4 separate regions of the Mus musculus genome follow, and regions 1, 3 and 4 are each linked to region 2. The links are chromatin contacts, called in public Hi-C and promoter capture Hi-C maps. All regions are on one chromosome and are shown on one strand. Each heading gives the region's core, a stretch centred on a gene start, on an enhancer-like site or on the middle of the called end of the contact. The rest is flanking DNA. Distances are from core to core; before and after follow the strand shown. Region 1 holds the start of Tubb4b (tubulin, beta 4B class IVB). Region 2 holds the start of Sec16a (SEC16 homolog A, endoplasmic reticulum export factor). Region 3 holds the start of Fut7 (fucosyltransferase 7). Region 4 holds the start of Man1b1 (mannosidase, alpha, class 1B, member 1).

What was found. Promoter capture Hi-C pulls out the DNA fragments that hold promoters and counts their contacts. Hi-C and Micro-C count contacts between places; a contact is called where the count stands out from the background.
Region 1: a promoter capture Hi-C map of pre-B cells shows a contact between it and region 2, with 6 times the contacts expected there. The contact joins the promoter of Tubb4b here to the promoter of Sec16a in region 2. A contact is called at or near these places in 5 of 39 promoter capture datasets (erythroid cells, fetal liver, hippocampal neurons and 2 more), 1 of 484 Hi-C or Micro-C datasets (B cells) and 1 of 115 datasets of contacts at active chromatin or transcription factors (pancreatic cancer cells).
Region 3: a contact with region 2 is called in a promoter capture Hi-C map of liver, with 4 times the contacts expected there. The contact joins the promoter of Fut7 here to the promoter of Sec16a in region 2.
Region 4: a Hi-C map of regulatory T cells shows a contact between it and region 2, with 8 times the contacts expected there. The contact joins the promoter of Man1b1 here to the promoter of Sec16a in region 2. A contact is called at or near these places in 2 of 39 promoter capture datasets (erythroid cells and liver) and 1 of 484 Hi-C or Micro-C datasets (regulatory T cells).

What each region holds. Positions count from the first base shown.
Region 1 is chr2:25,223,393-25,226,092 of GRCm38.p6, forward strand. It overlaps Tubb4b (tubulin, beta 4B class IVB), which reads right to left and starts at 1,310. Exons shown (of 4, transcript NM_146116.2): 1 at 1,142-1,310; 2 at 732-840; 3 at 542-652. The coding sequence starts at 1,198.
Region 2 is chr2:26,443,786-26,446,485 of GRCm38.p6, forward strand. Sec16a (SEC16 homolog A, endoplasmic reticulum export factor) reads right to left here and starts at 1,431. Exons shown (of 30, transcript NM_153125.2): 1 at 1,290-1,431. 0610009E02Rik (RIKEN cDNA 0610009E02 gene) reads left to right here and starts at 2,139. Exons shown (of 3, transcript NR_152209.1): 1 at 2,139-2,415.
Region 3 is chr2:25,421,956-25,424,655 of GRCm38.p6, forward strand. Fut7 (fucosyltransferase 7) reads left to right here and starts at 1,287. Exons shown (of 4, transcript NM_001289453.1): 1 at 1,287-1,381; 2 at 1,791-2,013.
Region 4 is chr2:25,331,440-25,334,139 of GRCm38.p6, forward strand. Man1b1 (mannosidase, alpha, class 1B, member 1) reads left to right here and starts at 1,304. Exons shown (of 13, transcript NM_001029983.2): 1 at 1,304-1,537; 2 at 1,996-2,104. The coding sequence starts at 1,421. It overlaps AA543186 (expressed sequence AA543186), which reads right to left and starts at 1,132. Exons shown (of 2, transcript NR_027448.1): 1 at 709-1,132.

The DNA.
Region 1 (2,700 bases), core at 60-2,559, 1.2 Mb before region 2:
ACTAAGTATGTGCCCAAGGGGCCAAATGACATGAGGTGACACTGAATAAAGTGTACAGACCCAAAACAATCTGCCATGTTAAAAAAAAGGGGAGAGGGGGTGCTGTGCATAATGGCACAAGCTTTTAATCCCAGCACTTGGTAGGCAGGTAGTTCTGAGTTTAAGGTCAGCCTGGTCTACAGTTAAAGAGGCCAGGCAGGGATACATAGATTGGGGATGGGGGGTGGGGGAGACCAGACGGAGATGTACAGAACACACTAGAGCTAAGACAGTAAATACTTCCAAAGGCACCCCTGCCAATGTTCAAGGAGAGTACAGGGCCCCTGCCACTAGGTCAGGTCTTCTCATACTCTCTACTAGCAACTAATCTACCCGCAGTCAGTTGGACCTTCCTCCTAAAGCTGCTTTCGGCCAAGGGATTGAGTGACTCAGAGGGCAAGAAAGTGTACACCTGGTGGCTATTAAGGAAGAACTTTAGGTCAGCCCCTTGACCTTTGAGCCTCATGGGTAGCAAGCCCGTCCACACCTCCACCACACTCACCAAAGACGAAGTTATCAGGTCTGAAGATCTGCCCGAAGGGCCCTGAACGCACCGAGTCCATGGTGCCGGGCTCCAAGTCCACGAGCACGGCGCGGGGCACATACTTGCCACCTGGTTGGGACAGGGGGACGTCAAGTGTGCTCAAACTGGAAGGGTGGTGAGGAGGATGGATGGGGTAGAGGAGCCTTACCGGTGGCTTCGTTGTAGTACACGTTGATGCGCTCCAGCTGGAGGTCGCTATCTCCGTGGTAAGTGCCAGTGGGATCAATGCCATGCTCGTCGCTGATTACCTCCCAGAACTGCAAGGGAGTCGGGCGTTAGCTGAGTCACGCCGGCCGGCCGGTGCGCTCCAAGGCAGCCCCGCCCCGGATGGGTGCGGCAGGCCCTCCCCCTCCCTCCAGTCTCAGGAGCGCCAGGGCGACGAATCCCTAAGGGCCGCGCACCGTCCGCCCCACCGACACCAGCCACCGGCGCTACGTCTCGGCCCAGCGTACGCCGGTATCCAGGACGCAATGAAGGGCGACGCTCCGGGCCGCTTCCGCCATCTTCCCCGGCTGGCTGTCCCAGTGGCGTCTGGCTCGCAGAAACCTAGCCTCCTACCTTGGCGCCAATCTGGTTGCCGCACTGCCCAGCCTGCAGGTGCACGATCTCCCTCATGGCGGCGGCGACTGCGGAACAGCTGTAGAAGAGGAGCACTTCGGGAGGAGCAGGCGCACAGAGTGCTACAACCGACGCTCTGCCAACATTTATATACCTCTTATGACCCGCCCTCGTCAGCACAGGATTGGGCTTTCAGAACGAGGCCACGAATTATCCTTGTCTGATTGGCTACATTTCCGTCAATCGAGCGGTCTGGGGCCCGCCTTCCCAACAATATACTCTCATTATTGGTCACGCTTGCCTACGGCTCCCCCTATCACAATCCCCGCCCTGGCGCCGCAGTGCTCAATCCATTGGGTGTTTCAAATGATTGATTTGCACTTCCATTGGCTGCCTCCTGGGAGCACTCCGAGAGCCTGACACTATTGGCTGCGCTGTTTTGGCGTCCTGGTAACCGCCGCAGTGCAGCGCGCGGGTGGGACGTGGAAAGCCAGCTTCCGGCTGAAAGGGAGGGGGCGACTTTTCAGAGCTTTGTGGGCTCGGGCGGCTTGGTAGGTCTGGCAGCTGCTGCGGGGAGAGAAAGGAGACGCGGGCAGGCATTGTCGATCCGGAACACACCTTGCAAGCCTCAAGCTGAGGCGAATTGAAACGCTAACAATAATAGGCTCTGGATGAGGCGCCGGGCCCTTCCGGGACGCACTGGGCAGGCGCGGGGTCCTCTGTCTCTATCTGTCTCTCTCTCTCTCCCCCCTCCCCTCTCCCCCCCCCCCTTCTCTCTTCCCCTCCCCACCCCACCCCTGGGAGGGCCATCCCTCCGCCCCTTCGGCCTCCCTAGATGTTGTGGAAACTTGCTGGCCAAGAGCCGGTTTCCTTGGAGCCTGAGTTCCAAGTGCGCACAGAGCTGCATGGAGACTACAGGGCTGGGCATGCCTGGCCATGACTGTTAGAGGGAAAAACAAACAAACAAACGTGTGCAAGTCCCTGTCCTGTAATGGAGAGCAATACATGTACATATTTCTTTTTTTTTTTTTCAGGGTCAGGTCCAAAGCACCCCTACCCCCAAAATGGTAGTGCTGACATTGTCCTAAACAGGACTTGACCAGGTAAACAAGCTTAAAAGTTTCTGTTTACCAGAAGAGCAGGTCTCTTAAAGTGATTTCTGTTCACCTTAACTTTAACCTTCCCTCCCAAGTCAGCTACCTCTCGAAGGCAAGTAGTTCTGAAACAATCCTTTTTCTCCATTTGCTCCCCCCACCTTGGCATTTTGATCCCCAATATCTTTCTGCCCACAAAATGGTCTAGTTGGTAATTTCTCTACGCCATTGCTTATGAGACAGAGTCGTCTGGCCTGTAACCTGGAATTCTGCCTTAGCCTCCAGAATGCAAGGACTACAGTTCTTAGTCTTCATGTCTGATGTGTAACTTTTTAAAGGAATATTATACAATGGGTCTGTCTCAGTCTAGCCACTTCTGGCTTTTGGAATGAACTACCTTCAAAACTAAGGGTGTTAGGCAATCCCTGTTGGTTGTGGTATCCAAGTACCTACCAACCATGTCAC
Region 2 (2,700 bases), core at 181-2,680:
AGTTATCTACTTTTCAAAAAAGCACCTGTTTCAGTGAGACCTACTGATCTCAGATGCATTATTCATGAACCCAGCTCTGTAGCTCAACTACCTCACATCTCTATACATACTTACACAAGACATTTTAAGTATGACTCTATGTGACTGAGGTATTTTAAACATCCCCTGATCCTTTCACTGCCAGCCTTAACAGCTGTAAACTGTAGAACACAGGGGAACCCAAGAACATTAGTGAGCTCCACTCGCCAACAATCTCCCCCATGGTGACTGTCTGTGATACTCTTATCAGACAGACAAGATAAACACCTCCCTTCTAAGTCAAAATCTGAGCCGGAACCCTTTAAATGTTGAAGAAGGCATTTGCAGAAGAGAAAAAGCTATACACTATGTGAGGAAGACACACAGGAAACATGGACATTCATGTTTGCTTATAAAAGCAAGACGGGATACCAAAATCTGCAAGACATGAGCACTGAAACCCTAGGAAGGGAACGTGGACAACGTGTAAGGAAGCTGCACTGTGCTGCACCTTGCAAAAGGACCTGAAGGAACAGTAATCTGTGAGTCTGCTGTTTCTTACTGCCAAACTCAGAATGGAAAACGCCTCTAGTCAACACTTTTGAAAGGAAATCTTTCCTTCAGTGCGCGACCATCCTACATGCCATTTAAAAACCTGTGTAAGCACAACAGCCAGAGTTATCTACAGGACGCTCCACAGCCAAGCCGACATTTTTCTACACCTTGGTAAAAAACAAATCACGACCTCCCTTGCGACATCCTGCTCCGCCGGCCAAGAGATTACAAATAAACGCTGCTACTCCCTGTTTCAAATGAAAATGTGTCCCATGATCATCAACTTCTGAGGAAGTCTTCGAGCCAACGAGAATCAAATATCTTCAGAACCCAGCAAAAGTCAAGCTTGGCAATTTCCTGCACTTTCTTCGTTTTAAATGAGTTGCGGGCTTCCTCGGAGGTGTCACAGTCTGGCCATGTTAACACACCTTCCCCAGCGGCCAACCAGTTCCCGAAGCCCTGACCAGGTATCTGTCTCCCGTCAGGTCTGGGAAACCACGAGCCCCTTAGACAACCCACCAAGGCGACACGGCCCGTAACCTGTCCGGTGTCTCAGCACCAGGCGGCCCGGTACTGTCGTTCTCCCCAGGCCTGACTGTGTCTCTTTAAATGCGCTCGCCACTCCGGGCTAGGCCCGATGCTCACTGAGCCTGCTTGGCCTCCGCAGCCTCGCCCACCCTCGGGCCTCCACCGTGCTCCATACACTCAGCCCTCACCCTGTGAGCTGTGGTTGGCTTCTCAGGCGCCGCGAACTGAAACCCAGCCGGCGACGGCGGCGGCAGTAGGGGGAACTAGCGCGTTCCCAGCAGCAGCCGCAGCCATCTTGGCACATCCGGCTCCAGGTGCCGCCGCCGACGTGTCCGAAGGAGACGTCAGCGCGCCCCGCCCCTTAATTGCCCCTCCTCTTGCTTCTTCCAGTCTTTCGCTGCTTCACCCATTGCCCCGCCCCCCCTGCCCGGCCCTCTTGGCCGCGCTCCGTACACGTCTTCGGCGCGTCAATCATACCACGCCCCCTTGGGCTCCGCCCCCTCTCCCGTCCAGTTTTGCACTGCTTCATCCTTTTGTTCCGCCCCCCAGGAGCTGCCCCGCCCATTCCCCTTAAGAGCCTTTCGTAGTGTCCCTTTTGACTCCGCCTTTCGTTCGTCTCCAGTCTTTTGCCGCCTCATCTCTTCGTCCCACCCATAGGCCCGCCCCTCTTGCGTCAGTCACTTACAGCTCCACCCCCGTGGCCCCGCCCTCACCCACTTGCGGAGCCAGGAGCGCGGGCCCCGCCTCTTCACGTCGCCCTGGTTACGCTGGTTCTGTCCTACAGTCTTCCTGTTCTAGGATTTGACTGGACAGGATTCTTCAATCCAGATCCCCGGGGAGAATCAGTCTTGAAAAACCAAAGCCAGAAGTTCCGCTGAGTCCAGAGCCCCAGCGGGCCCTCTCGCTTGCCCCCTCCCCATTTTTCCGTTGGGTTCTCTTGGTTGCCGGCGGGGGCGACTACGCGTGCGCCACCCTGCTCGAGTAGCTAGGCGGTCGACTTCTGCGGGCTGGACAGGCGCGTGCGCGGAGCTGTACCCGTTGCTTGGCTACGGCTCTTTGCTGGAGCCTGCCCGGCGCAGTTCGCGTGATTAAGCAAATGCCTTTCCTGGTGCTAGTAGGAACTCTCACCACCACCACCCCCATTCCCCTCCAACCTTTGCTAGAGGAGAGAAGCCAGAGCCTGGAGGCCAAGTCCTTCAAACTCCATTGCGACTCCTCCCGGCAGGGCGCGGCCTAAAGCCCACGGCGGAACGCTGGACTTAGACCAGGGATGTCAGCAGGTCTGTCTGTCGGAGCAGAGGCTCTCCGGAAAAGGTGGGTGCTGTCATCGGGGAAGTGACCAGGCCTGGCTCCCTCACCTGTACTCCAGAGAGCGTGAGAAGGCGGTGCCCCTGCGAAGCCGCCTGGTCAGTGGCGAACCCAGAGGCAGGGAAGGAGGGAGTGTGGTGGAGCTGGCCAGCGCTCAGACACGCAAGCATAGCCGGGAGAACTGAGGGCCAGCTTCATGTCCTCTGACGTGGCACTGTGGGTCACTCTGTAAAGCTAACATTTATCTTTAGAGAGCCAGGTTTCCAAACTCTTTCTGAACACATGGTAGAC
Region 3 (2,700 bases), core at 37-2,536, 1.0 Mb before region 2:
TGTTACCCCTCAGCAGCGTGCTCCTTCACCTAGGTGTCCCCTTTACTGCCGGCAAGCCTACAAAGCTCTGTCTCTATGCTTCTCCAAAGACAAGCCTTGCCTGAGGGTTCCTAGAGCCCTAAGTCCCCACTGTTAGTGGGTTAGTGCCTTTCTTAGCAGGATCAAGTGATTCTGGAGAATGGCCACCAGGGGGACCTCTAGACACACATCTGACCAGTCTTGGGGGATGGGGGGTGGGGTGGGGAGTGGGTCCAGATCAGGCAGGCTAAGCAGGCACTTTCCTTAAAATCCTGCTGCCCCAGGTGTTCTCTCTCTCTCTCTCTCTCTCTCTCTCTCTCTCTCTCTCTCTCTCTCTCTCTCTCTCTCTCTCTCTCTCTCTCTCTCTCTCTCTCTCTGTGTGTGTGTCTTGTGGTACCTACCCTGCTCTGGTTGGACGAGGGTCCACAAGGTCTCTTAGGCTGGGTAGAATAGAATGTGTGATCCTGATCCTGGAACCCCAGATGTAAAGCTGGGTTTGGGTGCCCTTGTGAGTGAGGAGGCCTGGTGAGGTGAGGTGGTATGTTGAGGTCCCCTGGCTTTCCCTTTGACTCATGATGTCTCACATTCCCCCCACCCCCTTTTCCATCCTGACCCCATTTCTGAGCTAAATTTCCGAACTGACTCCTCAGTTGGCAAGTTCTCATGGTCAGGTGCCCTACAGTTAACAGACCCTGTGGGACCCTCCTCCAAACTGAGCTGGCATGGGGAGGGGGTCAGTATAACAGCAAGGCAGATGTGGGGGAGGTTCCTTCAAATCCACCCAGGAAGGGAAGAGCATGTGGGCGTGGGTGAGGCTGGGGCAAAGGCCCCAGCCAGCCTGGCGGCACAAACAGGAAGGACAGCAGGCTCTGGCAGCCAGAAGCCTGTGGCCCCAAGCTGGCAGGATGGCCCCCTTCCTGCAGGTCCCCCACAGCCTTCTGGGTTCCTGACACGAGAGAAGAGGTGGGGCGGGGTGAAGTGAACTCTGAAGCCAAAATGTGACTCTCCTGGGGTCACCAGCTTGGGGAGAGGTGAAGAAAGATGCCGGGGCGGAAACAAAGGGGCAGATATCACTATGGTTATCTTACTAAGCACAGAGTAACTGAAAAAGCAAGGGTACCGCTGCCCACCTCGTGCCCACCTTACGTTATACCTCAAACCAGCTAGATAGTTTCTGATGGCACCCATACCCTCCCTTCCCCTTTAGGCATTGCGCAAGCTCTCCACCACAATCTGGAAGTTATACCCTGCGAGGGGATGGGCAGGGCACTTCTGAGGTGCCAATCAGCCTGCACTCGCCTCTGCCCTGGCCATGGCACTGCTGTCAGTTTCTTGGTACCTGTCTCAACAGCAGCCTTGTCACGTGAGACTATGGCTGGCGGTGGGGGTGGGGGCAGGAATCCTAGAAGCACAGGAGTGACATAGGGTCGGGTCGGGCAGAGCGAAGTGTAGGAAGTGATCCCCAAAGGGATGCTGGGGACGATCTGGCCAACACTGTCCTCCCATTCAAAACTCCCAGTCTGGAGCTCTGGGACATGGACAAGCCAGGCCTGCTATTCTCCATACAGGGCTCCATAGTGTCTGGCTCAGCAGAGTGGGGGATCTGGTGGGGATGGAGGAAGCTTAGCTAAAAGCTTTGTATAGGCTGAAGCTCTGAGTGACCCTGCTGGGCCACCCTACCCTGGTCTGGGCTGGGTCATTGCATCCCCAGATTGGAAGGCTTGGTGAGATGGAGAGGAACCTTGGCTACAAGCTATAGCTTTGCCCACCAGAGCCTGCTGGAGGGGAATCAAACAAGCCTGGACCTGAGGCTGGGACTAGCTTTCCTGTTTCTGGAGTGGATGCCAACCCCCTGCCCACCAGCCTGCCTGTCCACGCCAGGGACACACAGACTCCTTCCCTTTCCAGACTGGAAAGCCCCCTCCTGGGAGAGCAGGAAGGAAGCAACCTGCAACTCTTCCAGCCCTGGACCTTGGGCTGAACCTACAGTTCAAGGTTTGTATGCTCACAGGTCTTGGCAGGGAAAGATAAGAATCCCCAGGGCACCCTCCCCCCCGCCCCCCAGTCCACTGCAGGTAGCTCCTGGGTCTGCCCTTCAGGGCAAGTGCTGACGCTCCATCAGACTGTGATGGGGCCCTTTTCTGAGGATGACAATTCTGAGAACAAGGCATTTTTCTAGAGGTGGCAGAACAGCATTTTGTGATGCCCGAGGATCTGGGAGCACAGGTCCAGCTTAATGAGGGATTGGAGGAAGTGGGTATCATCATTACAGGGAGGGGCCTCTGTGGCCTCCTGGGAAAATGCAGTTGCTCTCTTTGGGTGGCCTGGGGTTGTGTGGTGGGCAGAGGACGGAGGTGCTCATTGGGGGAAGGGATCACTTCTGCTCAGAGTGCTCGCAAGGGCCTTTCCTTTTCCTGAAGGCAAGCAGGCCTCCTCCTCCTCCTCTTCCTCCTTCTCCTCTTCCTCCTCTTTCTCCATATGCCTAGCTGGTCATTTCTAGGGACCAGCATGGTTGGGAAGGGGGCCTTGTCTTGGCCTTCCTCTTGTCTCAATTCCCTCTTTGAGCAGAAGACGGGGTGGGTGGGGTAGGGTTGGATAGTGGTTGATGCCAAAGATTGAAGGGGTAGGGCGGGGCAGAAGTGGGAAGGTCCCTGGCTTCCTCACCTTGGTAGATGGTGAGGA
Region 4 (2,700 bases), core at 54-2,553, 1.1 Mb before region 2:
CTTCAAGACCTTCAATGTCGCTAGATTCTGAACTTGGACAAGGATTTGTCCCACAGTGGCTTATCATTCTTGCCTGGCTTGAATTGGAAGATTTTCAGCTCCAGATTTTGTTTTGGTCTAACAAACTCTTCCTATTTCTTCCCTCAAAGGTTTATTTTTTTTTTTAACGTAGAGCTCTAACTAGCCCTTTGGTATGCCAACTGCCACCTCATGGTCATAAGCAGTAGCAGAACGTGGGAATGTGTAGACCTGGCTTGAGTTGGCGTGAATAGCCAACAAGAACTCCGCCTTCATTTTGGAAGATATGCAGACCTCAAAGTCATTGCACCATCTGCCATGGTTCCGAAAACCTACATTTGAGAGCACTATTGTAATAGCGATCTGTGAGGACTTAAAAGTAGGGAAGGGGCCGGGTGTGGTGGCGAACGCCTTTAACCCCAGCACTCGGGAGGCAGAGGCAGGCGGATTTCTGAGTTTGAGGCCAGCCTGGTCTACAGAGTGAGTTCCAGGACAGCCAGGGCTATACAGAGAAACCCTGTCTCGAACCTCCCCCAACCCCACAAAAAAAAAAAAAAAAAAATGTAGGGAAGGGGCGCGGGATCAGGTAGGTCTTCTGTAGGAGATTCAAACTAAATGATCGCAACGTAGGGAACTCTCCAAATGCTCAGAAATACCACAAGTAAGTTGGGAAGCAGCAGTTTCACCCACCGGACAGTGGGCAGTTTTGTCGTTTTGCATGTTTTCCTCGAGGGAACCACGCGCACGGAAAAGTGAGGTCGTTTTAAACCCGTTGCCGAGTACGTAGGTAGGGCTAGGAGCGGAATGGTCGCAGAAAGGGTCGCTCCCAGGCCGGAGCGACTAGAAAGGCCAGGCCGCGGCCTCAGGGCGCAGAGCCACCCCAGGACTCAGCCTCAGCAGGGCCGTCCCTTCCTCCGGTCAGGAGTTTTGCGTTTCACCTCCAGGCGCGCCAGGGTGATGCCCGCTCCCCGAGATCGAGCGCAGGACTCCGGCAAGGGTGATAGTCCACAACTCAAGCCAGACGTAACTGCAACAAAGAACACTTCTCCAAACCGTAGTCAGTCCGCCCCCAACAGGGAGTCTGCAGGACGCCTGCAATGGAGCGGATGCGCGCGATTCAGCGACGTAAGGACGCGATGAAATAACGTCAACGGCACAGGGGCGGGTATCGTGACGCCAGTGACCCGCCAGGAAATACCAGCACAAGGGTGTACGCAGGCGCGGTGCTTAGACTAGGGTTCTGAGCTTGCGCAACGACCGATAAGACGCGGCGCGTGCGCACTGGTGTTTAGGGCGATGGGCGGGGTGTGGATGCCTTCGTTATGGCAGCCCGCGGTCTTTCTCAGTCTTGGGCTTCCTGACGCCTCCAGCAAGCGAGGTCTTTTGGGCCGGCTTCGCAGTTATGTACCCACCGCCGGCGCCGCCGCCGGCGCCTCACCGGGACTTCATCTCGGTGACGCTGAGCCTGGGCGAGAGCTACGACAACAGCAAGAGCCGGCGGCGGCGCTCATGCTGGAGGGTGAGGCGGGGTCCGGGCTGGGGAAGCCTTACCGAGGGAAGTACCTAGCTGGAGCGTTCGTGTCTCTTCCAGCGTCCAGAAGTTTCTGTGCTGCGTCTGGTTCTCGCAGCTTGGGTTTCGGTGTGGTTGCTTCCCCTGCCTAATGTCAGGTGCCCTGGGGATCCTGAGCTGAGGGGGCAATGAGCACAGCCCGTATGGTCCGACGATGCCTGAGCCAAGTCATGGGGATTTCAGGAGTTTTTCTCCAGTGCACGTGCAGCTGGACACATGGTGTACAGATCTTGTGCCATGTATGGGATGGTGTGCTCTGTCACCTCTAGCACTGTTCTGTCAATGTAAACTTTGCTGAGAGGGAACTTACCTGCCCTCAAGTAAGGACAAGCCTTACATAAGGGTCTCTCTGAATTGCTCTTTTAACCGAATCTGTGACAAGTGTCATTTTCCCGGCTCTTTCTTAGAAATGGAAGCAGCTTTCGAGGCTACAGCGGAATGTGATTCTCTTCGTCTTGGGCTTTCTGATTCTCTGTGGATTCCTGTACTCTCTTCATACGGCTGACCAGTGGAAAGGTATGAAATACCAGTGGTGCTCGAGCAGAGGAGATGCAGGCTGAGGTCAGATACAGTATTGCAATCCAGATAAAACAGTACCACAAGGCATGTGGTGACAGATTGGCAATAAATACAGCAGAGGGGAAAATGTGGAGCCCAGTATGACCAACTGGTGTACAGGTGACCCTGTAGGTCTTTGGGCCAACAGTGCTGTCCCTCCCCTCCCCATCAGTCTATAGCAGCAGATCAGCACTAATCACATGTCCCTACCACGTGGTACAGTGTGTTTGCCTGGGACCAGTGGATATCCTGAGAGGATCCTAGGATTCCTTCTGGGCTGCTTTAAGGTTGGAAACCCAAACATTGCTTCAGATTGCTCAAGTCAAGCTGCCTGTTTGGGCACTATTAAATTGATATGTTGCGGGGCTGAGGGGGTTGTTGTATGTTGTGTTTAAGGACACACTCTGCCAAATGCTTGAAAAAGAATTCAGCCTGGAAAAGACTGTGGTCTTCACACTTGGGAAATAGAGGTAGGAGGATCAGGAGTTGAGGCTAGCTTGGGCTACATAAAACCCTGCTCAAGCTGGGAGGTGGTGGCGCTTTTAATCCCAGCA